Linked DNA regions of Mus musculus: regions 2 and 3 are each linked to region 1. The links are chromatin contacts, called in public Hi-C and HiCAR-type maps. All regions are on one chromosome and are shown on one strand. The core of a region is the stretch at or near the end of the contact, and the rest is flanking DNA. Distances in the headings are between cores, read along the strand shown.

Region 1 (4,047 bases), core at 987-3,486:
ATTCTTAGATTACTACAGTCATGAGCTGAAGAATATATTTTACTTTTTTTCTCCTCTTCTTGTGCTGGGGATCAAACCAGAACCTTGTAGGTGGTGGGCAACTACTCTGCCACTAATCTATAGTCCTGTTATGTGCTCCTTGCCAATACTATTATAGTATCTGGTTCTTGAATTACTATGGTTCTAAAAATGTTATTGTCAAGTAGGAAATATTACTGCTGAAATATGATCTTGGGAAAATGTGACAACCAATTTGATTATTTGCCTTCTATAAACTTCTCTATTAGTAATGTTGTTTTCTATGAAGCGAAAATTACCAAAATTATATCACTGGTTTCAATAAACATAGGTTTACTTCAATAAACATGACAGGTTTATTCCAACTTCTATCTGCACTAATTTTCGATAAACTATGTATATAAATCATACCTGCCTGTGTTTATTTATTAAGATCAATAATATCTAACTCTTTATTGTAGTTGGCCTCAAATGTGATTGATACAGAGTAAATATATGGGACATTTTGTCTTCATACTTAGTATAGCTTGAATAAGTAACAATCTTAACTTTATAGAGTAACTGTCATTTTATATAATTCCAACAACGGACATTGAAAACATTTGTTACTATTTTCTCACCCCAAACTAAGAATTCATGGCACAGTCACCCTAGACAGGATTGTTTACTTTGGAGAAGAATTAATTATAATGAAAGAAGAAACTCTCACATTTCAGGAACTCTTGGGGCAGAAGTCGTTTTTAGTTACAGAATTTATTTCAAGTCTTTCTAGTAAGCTAACTTGTTAGTTAGGCAGCAAAAATCTTTATATGGGAAAACCATATAAACATGGTATAGTTGGCCTAATTGTGAAACTGAAATTCACTGATTTCTCCAAATATCTCACAAGAAGCATTGCAATTTTAAACTTGAACAGCACAGTCCTCATGTGACAGGCGAATCATAATTCCCATTTTACAAATGTAGGAAGCGAGAAACTGAAGTTAATATCCCACGCCAAGACAAGCTGTGACAAAAACAGTATGCTCTGACATTTTGTTTTGTTTTTCAACCACATTGGGAGCTCATTTTTTTTTTTTTTTTTTTAAAGTAAGAGGTTTGTGGCTGTGGACTATATCTTTCTATCTTGATGGAGCAACACCGTTTTTTTTTTTTTTTTTTTTTTTTTTTAGCAGGAAAGTATAAGATCAAATCTAGTCTTTATTTTCCAAGGCTCCGTGTCTGACTTTTATGTGTCGTGACTCATACCACATTCATACCATGTTGGTTTCCTCATTCTCGTACTTTCTGTGTGGATGGATACAGTCTGAAGTAACCCTTACTGCATGACAGTCACTCTAGCCTTGTCAAGGGGGAATGCTAGCTGGGAGAAAGCCTTCTCCAGTCCCTAAGGAGTCTGTGTGACTCTCCAGCCCTGGACAATGTTTTCAACGTCTACCATAAATCTTTCTAAATGTCTTCTTAGTAGATCCTGCATCTGAGACAGCAGCAGACGAGGCAGTAAGAAGCCACAGTAAGAATCAGCAGCAGCTGAGCTTGGTTAGATTCCAACTTTGCCACTGCCTACTGCTTCCTTATCTCAGATCCAGTCTCTTGCTCTGGATTAAGGTACCTACCTATAGCTCAGGTGTTGAAAACACCAAGCCAGTGTTTGTCACTGCTTACAGAAACACATCAGGTTCCACCTCCTCCATCCTTCGTGGTGCCCTCTCAGCTCCCCTAGAACGACACTCTAGGGGGCCTGCTACTGTGTGTTCAAAAGTTAAGTCCCTGGCTGTGCGTCCGGTGTCTGCGGCAGGAATGTGTTTCCCATATGTGCCGGCAACTGGAGCCTGTCCTTGAGCAGTTTGGCAGAGCTGGTTAGCAGGTGCATGAAGTCTGAACATTCCTGAATCAGGAGGGGGCGGCTCTGGGTTTCCGAGAGAGCACTACCGGGGCCACGGGCAGGAGTGAGGCGGAAGTCAGAGCATCCACTCGAGCTCCCAATTTGCAATGAATGGGAGTCGTGATGTGGGAACCCCGGGGCAGAAGTGCTTTCCCAGGCCGGGGATCGCAGGAGCCGGTGCCCAGGACAGCAGGAGGGCAGGTCCTGCCCGGAGCCCGCGCGGCCAGGTGCAGCCGCCGGGCGCGTCCCCGTGCGCCCCCTCCCCCTCCCGCCGACTTCCTGGTTCGCGGAAGGTGGCGAAGCCGCCGCCGGCCGGGTCGCGGGAACCGAGAGGCGGGGGCAGGGGCAGGGGCGGGGGCGGCGTCGCCGCGGTGCTGTCCCCGCGAGGCCGCGGAGGGCGCCGTGGGCCAGCCGCCGCTCGGAGCAGCGCGTCCCGGACGGCGTGCGGGCGTGCGGGCGCGGGGCGACGGCAGCCCCGCAGCGACATGTGACCATGGACCGCAGGACCAGGTGAGCGGCGGCGGGGCCAGGCCTCCGCGGCCCCGGGTGCGGCCTGCCCGGTACGGCCCGCTGCGCGGAGGTCGGCGCTAGGCCGCAAAGCCTGCCCGGCCGGCGACCGGTCTTCCCCGGGCCGGGTCGGCCGTGCGCCGCGGCGGGCGGGCGGGCGGGCGGACGGGCGGGCGGCTCTGCGAGCGGTGGTTAGGGAACCGCTCCCCCGGCGTTAGGATCGCCGTGGTTCCCTTTAGGGTGATTTTTCAGGGTGGCCAGGGTTGCTTTCTGATGCTTTCCCTTCGTTTAAAATGAAAGCGGTGTTTGTTTGTGCAGCCGCTGAGTGTGTGTGCTGCTTGCAGAGTGGTATATGCACTAAGGTGGCTCTTCACCATTGGCCATTTTACTTGTAGGGAGTAGGTAAAAAGCAATTTGAATAACGGTGGCGGCTCTGCTTGGAGGTGTCTTAGAGATGGGTATTTGCAGCTTTTTCTCTGGAAACTTTACTTTGGGAAGAAATCTCGTCTTCTTTGACCGCCCCCTCCTCTTCCGTTCTACCTCACTGTGTGTTAGAGCCACAGTGAAAGGCCCTGTAGATTGCAGAGAAGTATTACCGAGTCAGGATTTATTTACCTAAGACAAATTCTAAATATCTTATGAAGATAGAAATGTTACACATTTTAGAATATTTCCTTTAATATTTGACACCATAGAGGACAGGGTGATTAAAAAAAAACACACAACTTACTCTTTGGACAATTTATTGTACTATGAGGGAATTAAAAAAAAAGATAGCTGGAGCCCGGTTTATGCTCATGAAACAAGTTAATAGCGGGTGGGATGAGGAAGTGGAGAAGTGGATATTTATAAATTAATTTGTATGGGTTGTCTTTCCCTCCAGTTCTAAAGAATGTCATGTTATATATATATATATATATATATATATATATATATATATATATATATATATATATTTAAAATCAATGTTTGTTTAGAAGTGAGAGATAGCATTAATATCTTAAAGAAATTATGTATTAAACAAGCCAATGTACAAAGGCACTAGTCTTAACAGGGTAATTGAAATATACACCATCACTTTTGTGCATTGTGATGTCTTTTCCTTTAACAGTCCCCTGCCTCTCCCTCCCATTATGGTCAAACCCAAGGCTTCAAGCACTCTAGGGCAGATACTGTGCACTGGTGAGCTACATCCCCAGACTTAATCTTATACCTTCTGATGGAAAGAAACTCTACAATACCAAATTTTTGTTTGCTTTGAGTATCTCACTATATTTCAGTCTGCCTTTTGAAATGTACCAAATAAATGGGCTAAGCATGTAGTATAAGAAATTAGGAAGAAAAAAAAAAAAAAAAAACAAACCCAAACTAGTACTTGTGAAGGAACTGAAACAAACTTTCTGTTCTGTGTGTGTGTGTGTGTGTGTGTGTGGGGGGGGGGATTTAATGAGGAGGCCAATGTCCAAATTCCTTAAAAATAGTTGATATTAAGAAAATAATTTTTGTTAGGTTTTGTTACCTTGGAGTGTGTGAACAGCTCTCTACTTTGAGCATGTTCAAGTACAATAAAGATTTCAGGAAAGCCTGTGTACAATATCCTATCTATGGAGAGCGTGTCTGTGAGTCTGGAATCAGGT
Region 2 (4,047 bases), core at 529-3,028, 460 kb after region 1:
TTTCTTTTCTGGTATTTAGATAGAATGCTTGACAGATGAAACGTAGTAGAGAGGATTTATTATAGTTCCAAAGAGATTGAGTTCATCTTTGTTGGACCAACATGACTGTGGTGTGTTTGGTAGAATCATTATATCTAAGGTAAACATTTGAATGAAAATTGCTGTTTTTTCACTGGACCTAGGGGAAACACCAGAATGAATAGATGGTTTTTAGAAGTACCTTGACCTTGAAGAAATCATTGTAGAAATGGTGATTTTTTTTTCTATAGAGTCTTTTTTTTTTTTTTTTCCTGAAGGAGCTTTCCATCCTTTGCCCGACTTTGGTCACAAGACTGCCCTGGCAGACCTGGAATGTCTTACATTATTGAGTACTACAAACAGTACACAGTGAAGGCTAAAGTTGCAGTGGTGTGGTGTTCTCCTTCATGAAACATCTAGCTTAGACCACAGGCCTTTGTATGAGGGGCTTGCTTTATCCCCCTCCCCAAACAGCATTTGAACAGCTGTCCGAGGTTCAGCTCATTGAGGCCGTTCCTCTTTGCTGCCTGCAATGCCATATTTCGCCCGGAAGTGACCCCATTTCTTTGATTGTCCCATGTAACTTAGAACACTGACACATGACAACAGCTGGAAAGACTTGGTGGTAGGAGCCAGACGATGGATGATAACACTGCACCCCCCCCCACACACACACAAAATTAATATCTATGGGCTTGTCTTTTCAAACATTTTCTACTTTATAATCTATAGCTCTGAGTATTTTATCATTTTCATTAGCTTTCCTTATACTATTCTGGGTGTACATTCTTCTTCTTTTTTAATTAGGTATTTATTTCATTTACATTTCCAATGCCATCCCAAAAGTCCCCCACACGCTCCCTCAACTTCTCCTCCTCCTGGGTATGCACTTGCTCGTATTTGCTAATGAGAGGGTAACCTTTTCAGATTCAGAGTTATGAAGAGAGTGGAGTTACAGGTAAAAGGGAAGGTGTGTGTATTGATTTCTTTTTGGTCACGGCCTTTGTATCAGTTTTTTTCCTTAGGTTTGTACAAACAAACTCTAGAACCTTCATCGCCAGACGGGCAATATCGGGCCACTGGGCATTCTGTCGGAGATGCAACACGTTAGGCAGGGGCTCTGAGGCTCTAAGTCCCGTAGAGGTTTGGTTGTCCTTTTCTCAGCTTCACATCTTACATGCACATCTTCTGTTCATAGCAAGGTAATAAAAACAAACCCCACAATTTTAGGTGTGCTTACATTTTACGCACATGTAAGTCGGAAAGCCATACAACTACTTCCAGCCAGCACTTTGGGTGTTTGCCACTGTGGACTGGAAACTGGCAGGTTTCCGGAGGAGGTCGCTGTTTGGTGACACACTGGAAACACACCAGTTGTCGTGGCGCCAATTCCCCCTAACCCCTCATCACAGCTATCTTCCCCTCCCGCAGCCAAGTTTTTCTGGTTCAGTTAACGAGGGCCCTTAAGTGGCCACGAAAAGCGGGTATAACGGACCTGGGACCTCGGTAGGGCACCCAGGGCAGGAAAGAAAGCTCACGGAGCATGCGCAGGGCTGGAGGCGCGCGCATGCGCTCGGGCGGATGCCGGGGCTCCCCGGCTTCTCGCGGCGGCTGGGCGGCTGCGCGGGCCTGACGTGCCTGCCTGGCGAGCGGCGGCGGCGGCGGGACTCCGCGAGGGGAAGGAGCGCCGCCGAGGTGGCTGAGGTGGGGGGCCGGACCCGGAAGTGGGTGGGCGCGGGCGCGAGCGCGCGGGGATCGGAGCTGGGCGGCCCCGAGCCGGCGCGGGAGCCCGGGCTTCCCGGTAATGGGCCTGTGGGACGCTTGCCCCGGGCAGCCTGGGAGGGAAGGGTCACGGGCGAGCGCGGGTCCCCGCCAACCCCGGCCTGGGAAGACTCGGCTTCCTGCAGTCGTCGCCCGTGCTGACCCCACTCTGCTCCCCTCCTGGGGCCGCCGTGCCTAGTGGATTTCGGAAGGTCTGTCGCTCAGGAGCCATGCCGCGCTCGCCCGGGGAAAGCATGCTAATGGAGACTTGCGTTTCGTGGCCGCGCTGGCCTTATTGTCAAGGTCCCAGCACCCAAATCGGGACTGCGGTCCCGGCCGGCCAGTCTGCCTTGTTTGCGGTCTCGGCGGGATGGTGCTCTCTGGGTTGTGTTCTCTCCACCTTATTCGTGAATCAGGCCTGGAAGGTGTGCTGTGCCTTCACTTCACACTATTCTTTTGTTGGATTGTCTTTCCCAGCCCAGCTCTCCTGGTTCCCTGCCCTAAAAAAAAAGAAAATCTTAGCTGGGAGTGAATGCACTGTCGACTTTGTAATCTAGTTACAATGTAGGAAAGACTAGTTGACAACACCTTTGGGTTATTTAAGATGGCTATGCGGTGGAGCTCTTACCTGATTCTCACTCTTTTTGCAGACCATGAAACGGTGGGGCACGCCCCTTCAGAAGCTGTTGTTCAAGACAATCTAGTTTTGTTTCATCAATCGCCTAAGTCACGTATGAAGTTTCTTGTTCAAAAATTGCCGCATTGCAATGAAGAAAAGGAGAAAGGTTACTTCAAATCTTGACGAGAAGATCCATCTAGGCTATCATAAAGACTCTTCGGAAGAAAATGCTGCTGTGGAGTGTGGCCAAGTGACCTATACTCAGGCTCCAGAAAGACCAACCCCCGAAGCTGCCCAGCGTTGCCAAGAACTGCCTCCCTCTCCAGATCAGAGAAAGCTTTTGAGTTCTTTGCAGTATAATAAGAATTTGCTGAAGTATTTGAACGATGATAGGCAGAAGCAACCGTCTTTCTGCGATTTACTTATCATAGTGGAAGGGAAAGAGTTTAGTGCGCATAAAGTGGTCGTTGCTGTCGGCAGTAGTTATTTTCATGCGTGTCTGAGCAAAAATCCAAGCACTGATGTTGTCACCCTGGATCACGTAACGCATTCGGTTTTTCAGCATTTGCTTGAGTTCCTCTACACATCGGAGTTTTTTGTGTACAAATACGAAATACCTCTTGTGTTAGAGGCTGCAAAATTTTTGGACATCATCGATGCGGTAAAGCTGCTGAATAATGAGAATGTTGCTGCCTTTCAGGCCGAACTGACTGAAAAGTCGTCACCAGAAGAAACACTAAATGAGCTAACTGGAAGACTGTCGAGTAGTCATCAGTGCAAATTTTGTAGTAGGCATTTCTGCTATAAAAAGTCCTTAGAGAATCATTTAGCCAAAACTCACAGGTCTCTGCTCCTTGGGAAAAAACATGGGTTAAAAATGCTGGAGAGAAGTTTTTCTACCCGGAGGTCAAAGAGGAATCGGAAGTGCCCTGTCAAGTTTGAGGATACCAGCGACGATGAACAGGAGAGTGGGGATGGGTCAGACAATTTGCATCAAGAAAGTTCTGAGAAGGAGAGGTCAGATAGAAATGATTCTGAGGACCCTGGCAGTGAATATAATGCCGAAGACGAAGAGCTGGAGGAGGAAGTGTCCGATGAAGACTCTGACACGGAGCAGAGTGACAAAGATAATGATGCAGAAGAGGAACCTGAGGCTGGCGACTCTGCCGGGAGCATCCATGAAGGGTTAGCTCCCGTCATCATTCAGAACAGCAATAAGAAAATCCTGCAGTGTCCCAAATGTGATAAGACATTTGACCGGATAGGTAAGGCTAACCCCTTTCCTAGCCCTAGTCACTTACCCCTTGTGCCTCTCCTACAACAGTGGTAATCACTACAAACTAAACTTTGGAAGGAATGTTTAAGAAGAGTTCTGAAGGGAACATGCTCTGATTTTCGGCACATAGTTTACCTTGTTATTTTAAATTTGTTGTGAATCAGAAATAATTTGGTATTTACCCTTTTGTGTTTTCTTCATTTTCTCTTAACAGGGTACAGGTTCTGTGTTTGGGAGAAAGACTCCAGACTGTCAGCAGTTATTCTATATAGCTTTGACTTAATATACCTGTTTAATCTTAGCAGTGCTAGTAGTTTTGAGTTACATGTACATTGATTATGATACTGCTAAGTACATTCTGCACATAAAATGA
Region 3 (4,047 bases), core at 698-3,197, 300 kb after region 1:
AGCCAAATGTGGTTGTGGTTGTGTCCCAAAACAATTTCAGTTGTCATACACACACACACACACACACACACACACACACACACACACATATACACATACATACCTAGAATAAAGAATGCTAAGTGTGAACAGCAATAACTTGCTTTTTAAAGGCCAGTTTAGAACATTGTCTATTCAGTATCTTCTGTCTACATCCATTAAAACATATTTTGAAGACACAAGAAAGATGACAACTGATATCATTTTACAAATGCTATTAAAAGATGGTTTACTGTGAAAATGTCTGAAGGTACTGAATTAAACATACCGAAACTCATTCCACCCTTAGGGACAGCACAGAAGCATAGCCACACCCAATAGTCAGAAGCTAAGCTCAGAGTCCCACATCAGCCAGGATAAGAGGACAGACCAACTACCAATAGCTGCTGGTTAGAGGTCATTAGAGGAGTATTACTCACCTCCGTCTTTATACTCCATCTTCCTATGTGCCTTTAGAAACAGTAACTTATGGGACTAACAAGAGAAAAGACAGAGTACTCTATGCAATGCAAAATGGCGATAAAGAAGATACCAGGCTAAAGGAAAACAATCCTGGCTGATTTGGGATTTGCTAGTATTGACTTGAAGTCGCTATCAAACATGTGAGCTCCCATTTCAGATTAGTGGTGTTCAAACAGATGTTCACCAGCTACCAGACATCTATGAGGAACTCCGTTGTCCTTCAGAGAGCCATGTGGGGTCTGAGGACTGCCTATCCTACTCAATACACACCGGTTGATGGTACATTTATTCTCCACTGGGTAGAAACTCTTCAGGTCAATATCAGATTGCCAGAATTATTTGAGATCTATCAACAGGAAACTCAAATGAAATCTGGCTATATAACAACAGCTTTTATTGGCTCATATAAAAAATAAGTTCAAGGAAAGACAGTTGTTTAACCTCAAATTCAACATTCAGAACAGCTATAGCAACTCATTGTCCCCAGCCACACTAATCAGAGCTTCATTACCACCCAAGCGTGTTAAAGAAATCTTTTTTTTTCTTTCTGTTTTGTTTTGCTTGTTTTAAGGTAGAAAGAGAAAGCACATGGTAATTGGATAAATATATGAGTTTGTGTGGACTTGCAAAGCTAGAGTGCTTCTAGAATAAGGATAAATCTATCTCCTTTGTCCATCTCTAATGTTCCATAAAAGAAAGGAGATATAACTCCAAAAAGCTAAAGGGGGGAAAAAAGCTAAAATTGAATTTACAAAGGAACACACAGAAACTTTTAGAATGCATGAAAACTTGGTTTCTAGGAAAATAAAGAGAAAAAATAGGAAAAGAAAATGGCCAGATAACAGACAAGAGGATGAGGTTAAAGACTGCGGGAGGAAAGAAGACACTGGACATGATGAGGCACCATTCAAGCAAGCTCTGATGCAGCGCTGTACTAATCTACACTGGAGGTGTAAGTGTCATACAACCTGACTAAAACCTACGACCTGGGAGAAATGTGTACAATGCTTAGTGCAAGAGAATCCTCAGGCTAAATGTCCTCAGTGTTTTCCCCCTGGCTATAATGCAATTAATAGTTTAAAAATTATATCAATGTTTAAAAGCAAAATCAAAAATTGCCCCAGAGTTTAATCTAGAGAACAGAAGGACTAGAGAACAGAAATTAGACCTTAAAAGTTGAAATATTTCTGAGAGAAATGAAAAGGATTGAATAGAATTAATACTAAAAGATAATAGAATTGTATTTTCTTTCTGAATTAATTCATTGTGATCAGTTTAATTTGCACGCTTGTTTAAATCACTCCACAAAATAGAATAAAGCTCATAATTATGACAGTCATTCTTAAAAAGTGTAAAACCAAAAGTTTTGAAACATCTGTTCCCCAAGTGATGACTCCATTAACAAAGACTGTGCTGCCCACAGAGAGCTGAGAACTTAGGAAAAGCTTGGTGAGGTTTTTAACTTAAGGGTAGAAGACCCAAGATGATATGCTTTCACTTTCATTTTCATAATAAAAGAAACCGGTTAAATGTTTTTTTTTAAAGAACTTCCTTGTCAAAGTTATGTAAGTGGACTAATTCATGGAATATCAAGCATTAATAGAGATAAAAATCCACAAGCAGATAAAAAAAGATGTAGACCTAAAAATATAATCCAACAAGGCAGAGAACAAAAAGAATAAGCAAGGTTAAACTCACCAGCAATGGGCAGGGGCTTTAAAAATGTTTTGTAAGCACTGAGTTCAAAACTAGAAGAAGGTGGCAATATGTCTGGTAAACATAAAACTCTAGGATAGAAATGGTTATCTTAGGCAAAGTAGACAATGGAAAGTTTGGAATAAGAAGAAACTTATCTTGACAAAACTTCAAGATAAAGATAGGACTTTGATTGCTGACAATTGGATGGACCATAGCTTGAGGAAAATGAATACAATCCTTCCTGATAATAGTATATCCAAATTGAAGCTGTAAGGAAGAATATCTTTTGAGTGAATCAGAAGAGACAAATGTGTGTAACAGGCATTAGCTAAACTTTGACAGGCTTTGTTCAACTGAAAAATAAATTTCCTGGAGAATTCCTAATTACTAATCTGCTTTCTTGTGTGGATTCTAAATTCACAGTGCTGTGCAACATAAAAGCCACAGTTAGAAACTTGGATATTCTCTAAAGTAGACATAAAAGAAACCCAAAAACTCTGGGGAGAAATCTTTTAAGCCCAGGCAACAAATAGGTCCAACAAAAATTTCAAGGGATAAGAGATCACGCTAAAAATGAATCAATAAATAAGAAGCAAAGAATTGTGATTGTGAACTGAGAATAAGAGATGTAAAAATTTACAATGATAGTGGATTATTTAAGAAAACTGAAAATATAAATGGATCTTAAAATGGGAGAGGTCAAAGATTTTAAAATAATTAAAGGGGTAGAACCTTTTAGAAACATAACTGGCATAAGAATCCCACTGCGAATTAAATAATGGACTGGACACAGATCACAGTTACTGGAAGGGAGAATCTGACTTGAGCTCCATGTGTAGCAAGCAGAAACAGGAAGGAAATTGCAGCTCAGGATCACAGAAGATAAAGGACAAAGAGCATTGCCATCTAACCATCTACAAGAGCAGCCAATAAAAAAAGATAAAGGAGATTTTGAAAGATGAAATGGCCAAGAATTTCCCAATATTGATGAACATTTAAGTTTTAGACTTAGAGAACCTGATAGGCATAGTGACTATGATCTTTCCTAAGAAAAATTTAAACTTCTTAAGGAGAGAAAATGTAGTATTTTTTATTTAGACAGAAAAATTACTTACAATTATGCAGTAGAAAATGAGTTCATAATAGTAACATCTTGAAAGTTAGAAAATGAAGAAGAATATTTGAATACATACACATTTAATTAACAAAATGAATAGAGTAACATAACATACATGACTATTATTTATTAATTTTTATGTATATAAATTTAATATCCATATGTGTAAACTTAATAAAATGAATTAAACAAAGCATGTGTATTTATTTATAAATACTGTAAATACAATAAATTTCTACCAAAACATTTAAATGCAATGATTATAATTCTGAATATCAATGAAATATTAGGGGAAGGAGAAAATGAATCTCTTGTTCACTGTTGGTGAGAAAGTAAGTTGAATGGCTAATGTGGTAGTTCCCTGAAAAATTAAAAATAGAAGTGGGGGAGGTGGCTTAGTGGGTAAAATTCCTTGCCTCTCAAGTCTGGTGACCTTTCATCTGTCCCTGAAGCTCATGATAAAATGGAGAACCAAGTCCAAAAAGTTTTTCTGACCTTCACATGTATACTAAAGTGTACATGTGTGTATACACATATATACACACACACACACTTAATAATAAATGAAAAGCATGATTATCATATGTAAAGTTATGAGTGATATTTGAGTTTCTTCCTTGTTACTTGGTATCCAATTTTCAAACTTCCTGGGTTCTCCAAAGCTGTAATGTTTTGGAAGATAAAGGGTTGACTCGGAACTAGTAACTTTAGGATGGAGAAAGCTCACTAGA

What was found. Hi-C and Micro-C count contacts between places; a contact is called where the count stands out from the background. HiCAR-type assays count read pairs that join an accessible place to other places.
Region 2: a HiCAR-type map of astrocytes shows a contact between it and region 1, with 2.0 times the contacts expected there. The contact joins the promoter of Zbtb41 here to the promoter of Dennd1b in region 1. A contact is called at or near these places in 3 of 39 promoter capture datasets (liver, neutrophils and pre-B cells), 2 of 484 Hi-C or Micro-C datasets (CD4 T cells and cortical neurons), 4 of 115 datasets of contacts at active chromatin or transcription factors (astrocytes, effector CD8 T cells, memory CD8 T cells and 1 more) and 1 of 9 other capture datasets (adipose tissue).
Region 3: a Hi-C map of the G1E-ER4 cell line shows a contact between it and region 1, with 2.2 times the contacts expected there. The contact joins the enhancer-like site here to the promoter of Dennd1b in region 1. A contact is called at or near these places in 2 of 39 promoter capture datasets (the 3T3-L1 cell line and hippocampal neurons), 3 of 484 Hi-C or Micro-C datasets (the G1E-ER4 cell line, adipose-derived mesenchymal stem cells and cortical neurons) and 2 of 115 datasets of contacts at active chromatin or transcription factors (the SCID.adh cell line and stem cell-derived neural progenitor cells).

What each region holds. Positions count from the first base shown.
Region 1 is chr1:138,961,473-138,965,519 of GRCm38.p6, forward strand. It overlaps Dennd1b (DENN/MADD domain containing 1B), which reads left to right and starts at 2,237. Exons shown (of 22, transcript NM_001166501.1): 1 at 2,237-2,413. The coding sequence starts at 2,397.
Region 2 is chr1:139,420,605-139,424,651 of GRCm38.p6, forward strand. Zbtb41 (zinc finger and BTB domain containing 41) reads left to right here and starts at 1,779. Exons shown (of 11, transcript NM_172643.5): 1 at 1,779-1,819; 2 at 2,430-3,663. The coding sequence starts at 2,547.
Region 3 is chr1:139,261,359-139,265,405 of GRCm38.p6, forward strand. The region is part of intron 5 of Crb1 (crumbs family member 1, photoreceptor morphogenesis associated); the gene reads right to left. Among named protein-coding and RNA genes, the nearest start is that of Gm41960, 96 kb to the left of the region's middle. Within about 2 kb of position 1,948, at least 17 of the 459 cell types and tissues checked have an H3K27ac peak or open chromatin away from gene starts, as enhancers often do. A contact at or near this core is called in the G1E-ER4 cell line and the SCID.adh cell line, where this site is marked.